2 separate regions of the Gossypium hirsutum genome follow, and region 2 is linked to region 1. A link is a contact called in public Hi-C data. All regions are on one chromosome and are shown on one strand. The core of a region is the stretch at or near the end of the contact, and the rest is flanking DNA. Distances in the headings are between cores, read along the strand shown. Region 1 holds the start of LOC107951113 (putative DUF21 domain-containing protein At3g13070, chloroplastic). Region 2 holds the start of LOC107951413 (ubiquitin carboxyl-terminal hydrolase 16).

Evidence for each region. A called contact is a pair of places that touch in the nucleus more often than the background predicts.
Region 2: a contact with region 1 is called in a Hi-C map of leaf, with 2.2 times the contacts expected there. The contact joins the promoter of LOC107951413 here to the promoter of LOC107951113 in region 1. A contact is called at or near these places in 2 of 34 Hi-C or Micro-C datasets (both in leaf).

What each region holds. Positions count from the first base shown.
Region 1 is chrA02:17,766,060-17,770,793 of Gossypium_hirsutum_v2.1, reverse strand. It overlaps LOC107951113 (putative DUF21 domain-containing protein At3g13070, chloroplastic), which reads left to right and starts at 2,282. Exons shown (of 2, transcript XM_016886046.2): 1 at 2,282-3,261; 2 at 4,595-4,734. The coding sequence starts at 2,992. The coding sequence ends at 4,627.
Region 2 is chrA02:18,416,867-18,421,600 of Gossypium_hirsutum_v2.1, reverse strand. It overlaps LOC107951413 (ubiquitin carboxyl-terminal hydrolase 16), which reads right to left and starts at 1,894. Exons shown (of 11, transcript XM_041083447.1): 1 at 1,102-1,894; 2 at 1-277. The coding sequence starts at 1,385.

The DNA of each region.
Region 1 (4,734 bases), core at 1,033-3,532:
AATGAATACAGTTAGAAAGGTCAAAACCCAAGAATGTCAAGGAACGACAACATTAGCTTTTAAAACCACTAAATAAGCACAGAAAAATATGAAGGCCAAACTACCATGGTTTTGAAGAAAAAAGAATAAATCCAACATCACACAATTTTAGAAGAAAACAATATCACAAAAACGCAAAGAAACGAGGTTCAACTATGGTGTCTTTTGCATCCACTGAAAAATACCAAAATATCACATTGTTGTACATAATATATATTATGTGTAGTATATTTTCAAATAAATAACTTATTATAAAATTTTGTGTTTATATATAAAATATATATTTATATATTCACCAAAATCATCATAATTATATATAATATGGATAGATATACAACTATAAATATATTATGTTATGGGCCAAAATGAAAGTCAAAAATCGGTCAACAACGGTCACTTATTTGAAATTCAATTAATTTCATATTCTTTTTAATTTAGTTGTAAACGCTGGGTTTTGAACCCGTTTAATAATACGGTACATTTTGGGGGGAAGGTTATCAAGGGTAGAGGGACCTATTAATGAAACGAGGAGCTTTGGGCCTGTTATGACAGCTGTGAGAATCTGTTCTCTCTCCTTTTTAACCACTTACCTGACATAGGAGGTGGTTATGAAAAGAATTGGTTTTCCTCGTATTCTCTCTCTCTTCTCTCTCGTGCTCTGTCCTCTCTTCCTACTCTTTTTCTATTAAATTCTCTTTCTGAATTTTTCGACGGTAACAAGGGCATCAAAGCTGCAGTAATTCTGATGGTCGGTGACAAAATTACGACGAGGTTGCAAAAGGACATGGGGCTTATGCAATAGGATCTTTCTCAATTGCAAATCAACCTAGCAAAGGTTGATGCTCGAATAGACTCTCGTCTCAAGGAGTTTCATGAGGAGATAAAAGGGGACATTCGAGCCGAGCTTCAAAATGTTTTTGAGCAGTACATAGGGCATGTGCCAACAACTGCTCATGGTTCATCTGCAGACAAAGGTAAAGGGATACTTCGTGATACACCTCAACAATTTCCACCAAATTAATACCTATTGTTATCTCCTATGGTTGAATCTGGCCATTTGGGCGAGGGTTAGTACGTTGGACTCAGCGGGAAGAAATTTCAAGTTTGAGTGCCCACGTTTTGATGGTAGGGATTTCAGAGGATTGTAGTCTAGCTAGAACAGTTAAATTGTTATTCCATGAATCTAGAGATCGTAAAAGTTCAAAATACCAATGTCGAAAGGCTCAAAGGATTAAATGGAAACAATTACAGACGATTGAAGACTTATTCCCAATTGACAATAGCAAAAATTGCATATTAGCTATCTACTCCATATTGGAGTGATACATCACAAATGGACTTAAAAGACTGTATTCCTAAATGACGAGTTGGATGAAGGAATCTATATTGATCAACTCGAAAATTACTGAATTCTTAGTCAAAAGAATAAGGAACGTAAACTACATAAATTTCTTTATAATCTTAACAAAACTTGTAGCTTATAATCAAATAAGTGAAAAAAACATTATGCATACTTTTGATGAGCTTGCCTAAGCAAGCAGAAAAGTCAAATGCTACTTCTTATGGGTTAACTAATAAAATCCTAAAGTACTCACTATATACAAGATGCAGCGCATAGCCTTCTAATGCATTATCTTTCAGATATAAGACTAACTTTGTGGTGAGAAAATATTACTTTACGTTTTACTTTCATTTTAAAAGTTGTAGTCTTGGCTATTTTACTATATATCAATCTATTTTATTATATATCAATTAAAGAACGAGACATAACCTAGAGTTTTATTTGAAATAAGTAAAGAATTGTTATATATAATATACAGTGTATTTTCAAATAAATAACTTACCTAAAAAATGTGCAGAGACAATTGTATTGTTCAGTTGTTTAGAGCACTCATGTGATAAGCAGGAAGCCTTGAGTTCGACTTTCAATAAGAATAAAAATATTCATTTTTTTAACAAAATATATAGCATATACAATAAAAATATATTATTCATATGTGAAAGGGAAAGAGAGATTATACCATTATTTCAAATGACATCAATTTTTTAAATTATTTATTAGACATTTCCTTTTTAGCCAAATACATATAAGGGTTTGGTGATAACAAATTTGAATAACCATATCTACTTCATAAACTTCCAAACATTAACAGCATGTTTGGTTGGCTGTATTATCTATGCATTACAGCTCAATTCAGTGGACCCATTATTAAACTATTGCTTGGTTGGGTGTAATAAGCTTTTACAGCTCTATTCCATACAGGCTTATTCAGGGCAAAAATGCTGTTTAGCATTCGGTGATCTCCCCACAAAATGACGATTCAGGAAATGGGTGGGTAAGAAATTAGTTAAAGCTTTCAATTTTACCCTCACCATTATCCTTTCTTTCACGCGTCTGAAATATTTTCCTTTCTTTTTCATGCTTCTTCCTTCCACTGTAATATCAACAAATTCCCAATTTATCAATTTAAACCTTTTTTTTATCCCATTTCCTCCGAACCCAGTCTGTATTTTCTCTTCTTATTCAACTCTTTCTCTCTTCAATATATTGCCATCCCACTTGCAGCTAACTAGAATCATTCCTTCACCAAACGACTCTTCCTTTGAAACCTGAAAATCCCTTCTTCTTCTTTTTGGCTTAAACAAGTTTCGATCTTCTTTTTTTTTTTTAATTATTGATTTATTCTTATTGATAAAAATGGCACTTGAATCCTCAATTTTCAGTCGACCTATTTTTATTTATTCAACAAATTCCTCATCTTTCATGTTTTTTAATCGAAATTTGAAGAACCAATCAAAGTTTTTACCTAAAACCAATCACTACCCAGCTCCTGTTATATCCACCTGTTCAAACCCCCAAGCTTTCAAAGCTTTTGGATTCCCTAAAAATGGTAGTTTTGGTCACGTGGGATCGTTGAAGGAAGAAAATAAAGGTGTGAGGAATGATAAAAAATGGTTTTGGTGAAAAGGGGTATTTTGGTGGCAATGGTTTGTGATGTATTGGTGTTTGGATGCAAAAGAGTTTTTCCTGTAGACGGAGTGGCTAATGCTGGTTATGGAGTTATTGGGCAGTGCATATTGTTGTTGAGGAATGCTTGGCCTAAGGCATCTATGATTCTTAAAGTGTTTAAGGAACAAGATCTGGTTTTGACAATTTTTTTGGGTCTTTCAGCTTTCTTCTCGATGGCAGAGACTGCTATAACTACATTATGGCCTTGGAAGGTAATGATTTCTTTGACCCTAGGTTTGATAGCTTTTATACTTATAAATGCATATTTGTTGTTATGGAAATTAACATGAATAGGATATGGATTGTTGCAAGTTGAAAAGAATGTAGATGCTTTAGTCAGTTTATAAATACCATCTTATGTTACCAACTCTTTATGCCTGTGTTTGACACATATATGGACACAAATATGTAGTATCATTGTTCAAATATATGGAAAAACTTCGAAAAAAATGAGTATACCTATACTCATATCCAATGCTCACTTATCTTAGTATTATAGATTTTGTCTTTTGATTTTCATTTTTGTGACTGTTATGCAGATTCCTTGTTGATTTGAGATATCTGGCTTAAGTTAATATAAGATTAAATTTTGGTTTGCCATGTGAACATTCTATATGAACTCCATTGCTTATTATTAGTTTATCATGGTTGAATTTGGATGATAATCATCTCTTCTAGATATGAGCTTAATCATTGTAACTTATAAAAGGAAGCAAACTGTTAATGGTGAGAAACAAAGGAAGAAAGATAGATGGAACCACCTTAGAGTGAAAAGGGAGAAGAAAGGTGAGTGAAAGAAGGAAAACAAAGAAAAAGAATAATAGAGAAAAATAATTTATAGAATAAGCCAGAGAACAACTTAAAAGTATTTACTATTTCAACTATTAAATCTAAGTCTACATTGATTAAGTAGTATTGCATTTTGGTCAAACCATTAGGCAAGCCTTTTGAAGTAGTATCGATTAAGTAGTATTGCATTTTGATTAAGTAGTATTGTATTTTTGGATGGTTTATGTGATGAAGAAGCTATATTAGAACTGGATTGTAGAACTGTATTTTTTGATGGTTTACATTAGATTCATGCTTGAGACATCTTATGGAGGTCAAGGATCAAAGTCCCATAATGTTTGAGTTCAGTTAGGTTTTCATTTCAATTTCCTTTTTTATAGAACTTGTCTGGAGGTAGCATGGAATTTATTCTTTGATTTCTTTTTCCCCTTGCTGCTCAGAGTCATCTGTGACTACATTTTGTTTTATTTTGTTGTTGGCACCTGTGTTCGAGTCTTATATTTTACACTTCCATTAGCATATTTTTGGTGAATCCCTTCTTCACCAGGCTAAGGTTCAGTTGTTAAGGAAGATATTAAATTTTCAACTAAAATTTTTTTGGCCAAATTTCTCTCCTCTCACCCTTTTCTCTCTCTTATTTTCCTGGTATTATAGTTTATTTTCTTAAATTTTACATTGTTGTGATGTTGTCTATGGAAATGATTTAATAACGATTCTGCAAAATGAGGGATGGAGACTTTGAGGCCTGTTTTACAGAAGTTATACATGACAAAGGCTTCTGCATATTGAGATGCTCTTAAGAGTTTCATAGAAGGACATCAAGAAGGTATCCAGCAGATTATGGATAAAAAGGAATATTCTTCTAAAGCACATCAAGAAGGCAATACTGATAAAAA
Region 2 (4,734 bases), core at 645-3,144, 650 kb before region 1:
ATCATCCTTCCCATCTAAAACCACAGAAGAGCTAGAGGAACTCAATAATGCAGGTCCTGTGATGGAACTAAACAATGCAGATTCAGTAGAGGATGTTCCAATTAACTTTGCATGTGACTTTTCTTCAATCTCATATCTATCTCCATATTGGTCTTGATTTATCGCCTTCTGACCATAATCGCTCCCTTCATCATGATTTTGGTGTATGGCAATGGCAGGTGGGTGGCATTCTTCCTTGTGACCTTGCCGCCAGTGAATAATTTGACACTTCGCAGAACTAAAACATCCAATTTTTGGTATTAAAAAAAAAAACTGTTAAAAGAACTTCTACAAAATCAATTGTATCATTAGAAAATAATGCTAAACACGGACATAATTTACTATTGTTGTCCCTTCAAATCAGTAAAAGAAATCCTTAGAATTACAACAAGGTGATAGGGGGAAAGCTAAAATATTTTCTCTATTCATTAGGTGGATTTTCTTTTGGTTACTTTTCCATCAAATGAACCACATTTTTAATGATTCGCAAATGTAGTTAGTGAACATACAAAACCTCAACTCTTAGATTAAAAAGAACCCCTAAACTGCAGACAAAAAAGGCACAAAGGAAAAGGTTATTTTCAAGAGGAATTGTTTTTCTAATATCCTGTCTTTGTAACCTAGAGATAGGAGGCTCAAACATGTAATTTACAAACCAAAACATTTTCAGAAAATCAGCATAAACATCCACCAAAAAATTGCAGCATTTAAGACCAACTCCAAACTTCCCATCAATGATAGATTGTGGATGTTGGGTTTAAAATTAATTTTCACAAAGTCTTCTAAATTGCTTCGTTGCTCACTACATAAACACTTACACGACTACCGTACATTCACACATGTTAAAGCGTATTTAAACTAGACCCACACTCGCCCTGCGCTACTTGAAGCACTTATCTAATCAAATATTTTTTCGATTACATACTCTTTAAGACAGTATTGTCAGATAAAAGAATCAAATTTATCTCAAATACATTTGAAACAAAATCGCCTAAACAAAAAGAAATCTCAATAATTATAAATAAATTAGAACAATAACACGAAATTAACAAGCTAACGTACCAATATCGAACCCCTTTACAGCGAGCGCACCGCGTGGTAGTAGGACAATAACAAACAGCACACTGGTGATAGTTCCGCGAAATAGAAACCGTACCGTATTCAATAGTCGCTTCAAGCTCGACTCTAGCCGCCTCCTCAGAGGCCAAAATCAAGAGCCTCTTTATCTCCGCTTGCCTTGCTACAGAAAACTGCCATTTCCGCCTTACGAAAAAGCCGATCAAAGGAAGGAGGAGGGAGAGCACGAGCACCAGGCTCGGAAACCCTAAATCCCAAATAAAAAGCATTTATCCTGCAGCCAATACCAATAGGCATCCAAAGTAGTCGGCAAATCCTACTCTCCAAATCTCAGCACTAGACATAGATTCCAACGACGTACCCGTCTTGATCGCTTTCGCGATGGAACAAACTCCGGCCGTCGAACATGCAACCGTAGCCGTTGGTGTGGACTGAAACAAGACGGTTGAACTGCACCGTGATCTCGAAAAATAGAATTATTTTATATTTTATAAAAAATAAAAATAAAATAAACAAATCTAAAAGGGAGTGGCAGTGGGAGAAGAATGTCGATATTGCTTGGGTTAGCAAAAAGGTGAAAGTTTAAGCTTCTTGTTGAGCTCGGAGGATTTTCAGACAATAAATTTTTTCCCTTTTTTAGATCGAGATTTTTACAGGGAGAAAGGGAAATAAAAGGAAAATAATATTAAAAAGGGACATTAACTTAGCAAAATAAATATTAAAATATGTTATTAAAAAGGGAAAATTGATGGTCGAGGGGGAAAGGAATTTTGTCTTCAGGTATCGAGAAGCGTGAATTCTTTGGCCATCAAATATTCGAACCAGGGTGGGGGCCACGGGTTGAACCGGCTAACTTCCGGTCTTTTTCATTATTTATTAGCGGGGGTTGTTTTTGATTTGGTAATGGATACTGCGTTTGGACGGTCACAGTAATACGAGGAATCGGACGGTAGAGATTTGTTTTTGATTTGGTGGAGGCCGGAATCTGATGATGATGGTTCACTTACCATAACAATTATTCCTTTTCCAGTCTTTGAGTTTTCCCTCCGCTGGAAATAAACCATTCCACAAGTAATTGCTTTATTTAAACTATTATTATTTTATTTAAATAAAATTATAAATTTATTTAATGAATATGCCCGAATTAACCTTCGCATTTGAATTTCTTCGACTAGAAAATGTTTCCCATGTCTACCGTCACATCATTAATCAATTTTCTTTGTTTACATTAATTGAATAGCAAATAAAATGGTGAAAAGTTAATTTATTTGATTCTTTAATTTTTTTTAAAAATTATTTTTATTTATTTTTTATTTTAAAATTTATGTCAATTGTGAAATTATTTTAAAATAAATAGAAAAATTAATTTTTGTTAATTTTATCGATATGGCATAAATATAGATTACCTTATGAATATCGTGTCATCAATTAATTAATTTTTTAAAATTTAAAAATATTATAAAATTTATTAAAAATATAAGAGTTATTAAAATTATTAAAAAGTATATAGTTTTTTAATTTTTAAAAAATTAATTAATTTCTAATGTGATATACATGCGGACTGTCACATCAACAAAGTTAATGAATGTTATTTTTTTATCCATTTTGATTTAACAAATAATACAAGTTTATGACTTAAAAAAAATTATTAAATGAAAAACTAAAATAATTTTTTTTACAAAGTTGAAGGCTTAAAAAATCATTATATCTAAAAATTTGCTCTTTAAACTACTTTTACCTTTACATTTTATAAAGAAAATGATACTTTTAAATCAAAAATTTTAAATAGTGTAACGATAAAAAAAAGTAATTTTAAATAGTGTAATATATTGATATAAAAAATATATATAGCAATTTTAAATTTTATATAATATAAACTATTAATTGATATTCCAAATTTTATTGCGACTTTTATCTGTACGAAGTTATGATTTTCCTGAATTGGATTACGTTTTCCATAATGTTATTCATAATTATGATAAATAAAAACCAAATTTTGATATATTTTATTATTTAAGTCATTTTTGTAATACATGGGTCATAATACATTTGCAAATTTGGTGGTTAGTTTGTTGGAAAATGACATTGTTGTGAAATAGACTGAAATGGAAATCAAATTTATGACAAAAATGACCCATTTTTCTCTAATCACCTTTTTGACTCTGCTCAGTATTGAAGGGGTCTAATTTGTTGCACCTTGTTTTAGTCAGCGAATTAGAATGTCGGTTTCAAATCCCTACCTATTTACCACAAAAATTTAAAATATGCCCCTATTCGTACATTTAAATTTTAGTTCGTTATATTTTTGAGAATTCAATATTTTTATTTTTTAGATTTTAAAATTTAGATCTAATTTTATATTATTAAAATTTTTCGATAAAATTCATTAGTGTATCATTTTGAAATAATATAAAAATTCATTTCGTAACCATGTTACAAAAAAAAATTAGTGTTGTATTTGATCATAATTTAACATAAATATTTTAACCATCTCAACAATTCGACTTGTATTTTTTAAATCTAAAAAGTAGAAAAGTTAATTTATTCAAAATAAAAGCATGAAGATTAAATTTTAAATGTACAAAGAGTATAGGAACTTGAACATATCATTACCCTTTTATATGTATGTCTATATTTATATTTGTATAAACTTTTTGACAAGTTGGTGTGACGAAATGTATATATCATATATATATTATAAAAGAATAAATACAAATATTTTGGAAACATTTAGGTAGCATTAAGTGCTTTCCCATGTTATGATTTCAATGGAATGTGATTGCCGAGAAAGTTATTTTATAGCATTTGATATACATTGGAAGGTATTGATCAAAATCTTAAGAAAGTTACATTATCACATTTTGTTCACTAAATAGTCTCTTAGTAATGTAATGATAATTTATAAATTTACCCTTCTCAAATAAAGAACAATATTTATATATTTAATTTTTATAATAAACTTTGTTCTTAACAAATATTTGGATTAAATATTTAATAATAAATTGTAATTGATATTTTTATTTTTTTAATTTGTAATGTTAATTGAAAGCAAAATTGTTTCAAATTTGTCCTACTAATATTTTGTGAATATAATAATACACATATAAAATCAAGTATATATAAAACTTGTTTTGAATAAATTAAAAAGAAATATGTATATATAATAATTGTGAAGAATTCATTAAAATAAAATAAAAATCAAGTTGTAGGATAGAGGAAGAAGGCAATAATTTCTTTTTTTTTACATTTATTGATAGACTAATATCTTAAACCAATATAAAATAGAGTTTTTGTCTTAATATTTCTTTTAATTTTTTAATTTATATGGGAAAGTAATTTTTCACATTTTACTATGGAAACCACATTTCCATATTCATAAGAAAGTAATTTTTAAGAAAAATAAATAAAGTGTAACATATTAAACGTTAAAATTACTTTCTAAATGATTAAATTATCTTGAAAATTATTACATTTTCTTAAACCAAACGCTACCTTAATTCTAGACCAATTCTCTTAGTTCCGCTCGTTACCATTTATATTTCTCCAACATTCTAATTATTTGAAATAGAAGAATGGAATACAAATATTTTTGAAAACATTCAGTTCTAGTTGTTTGAA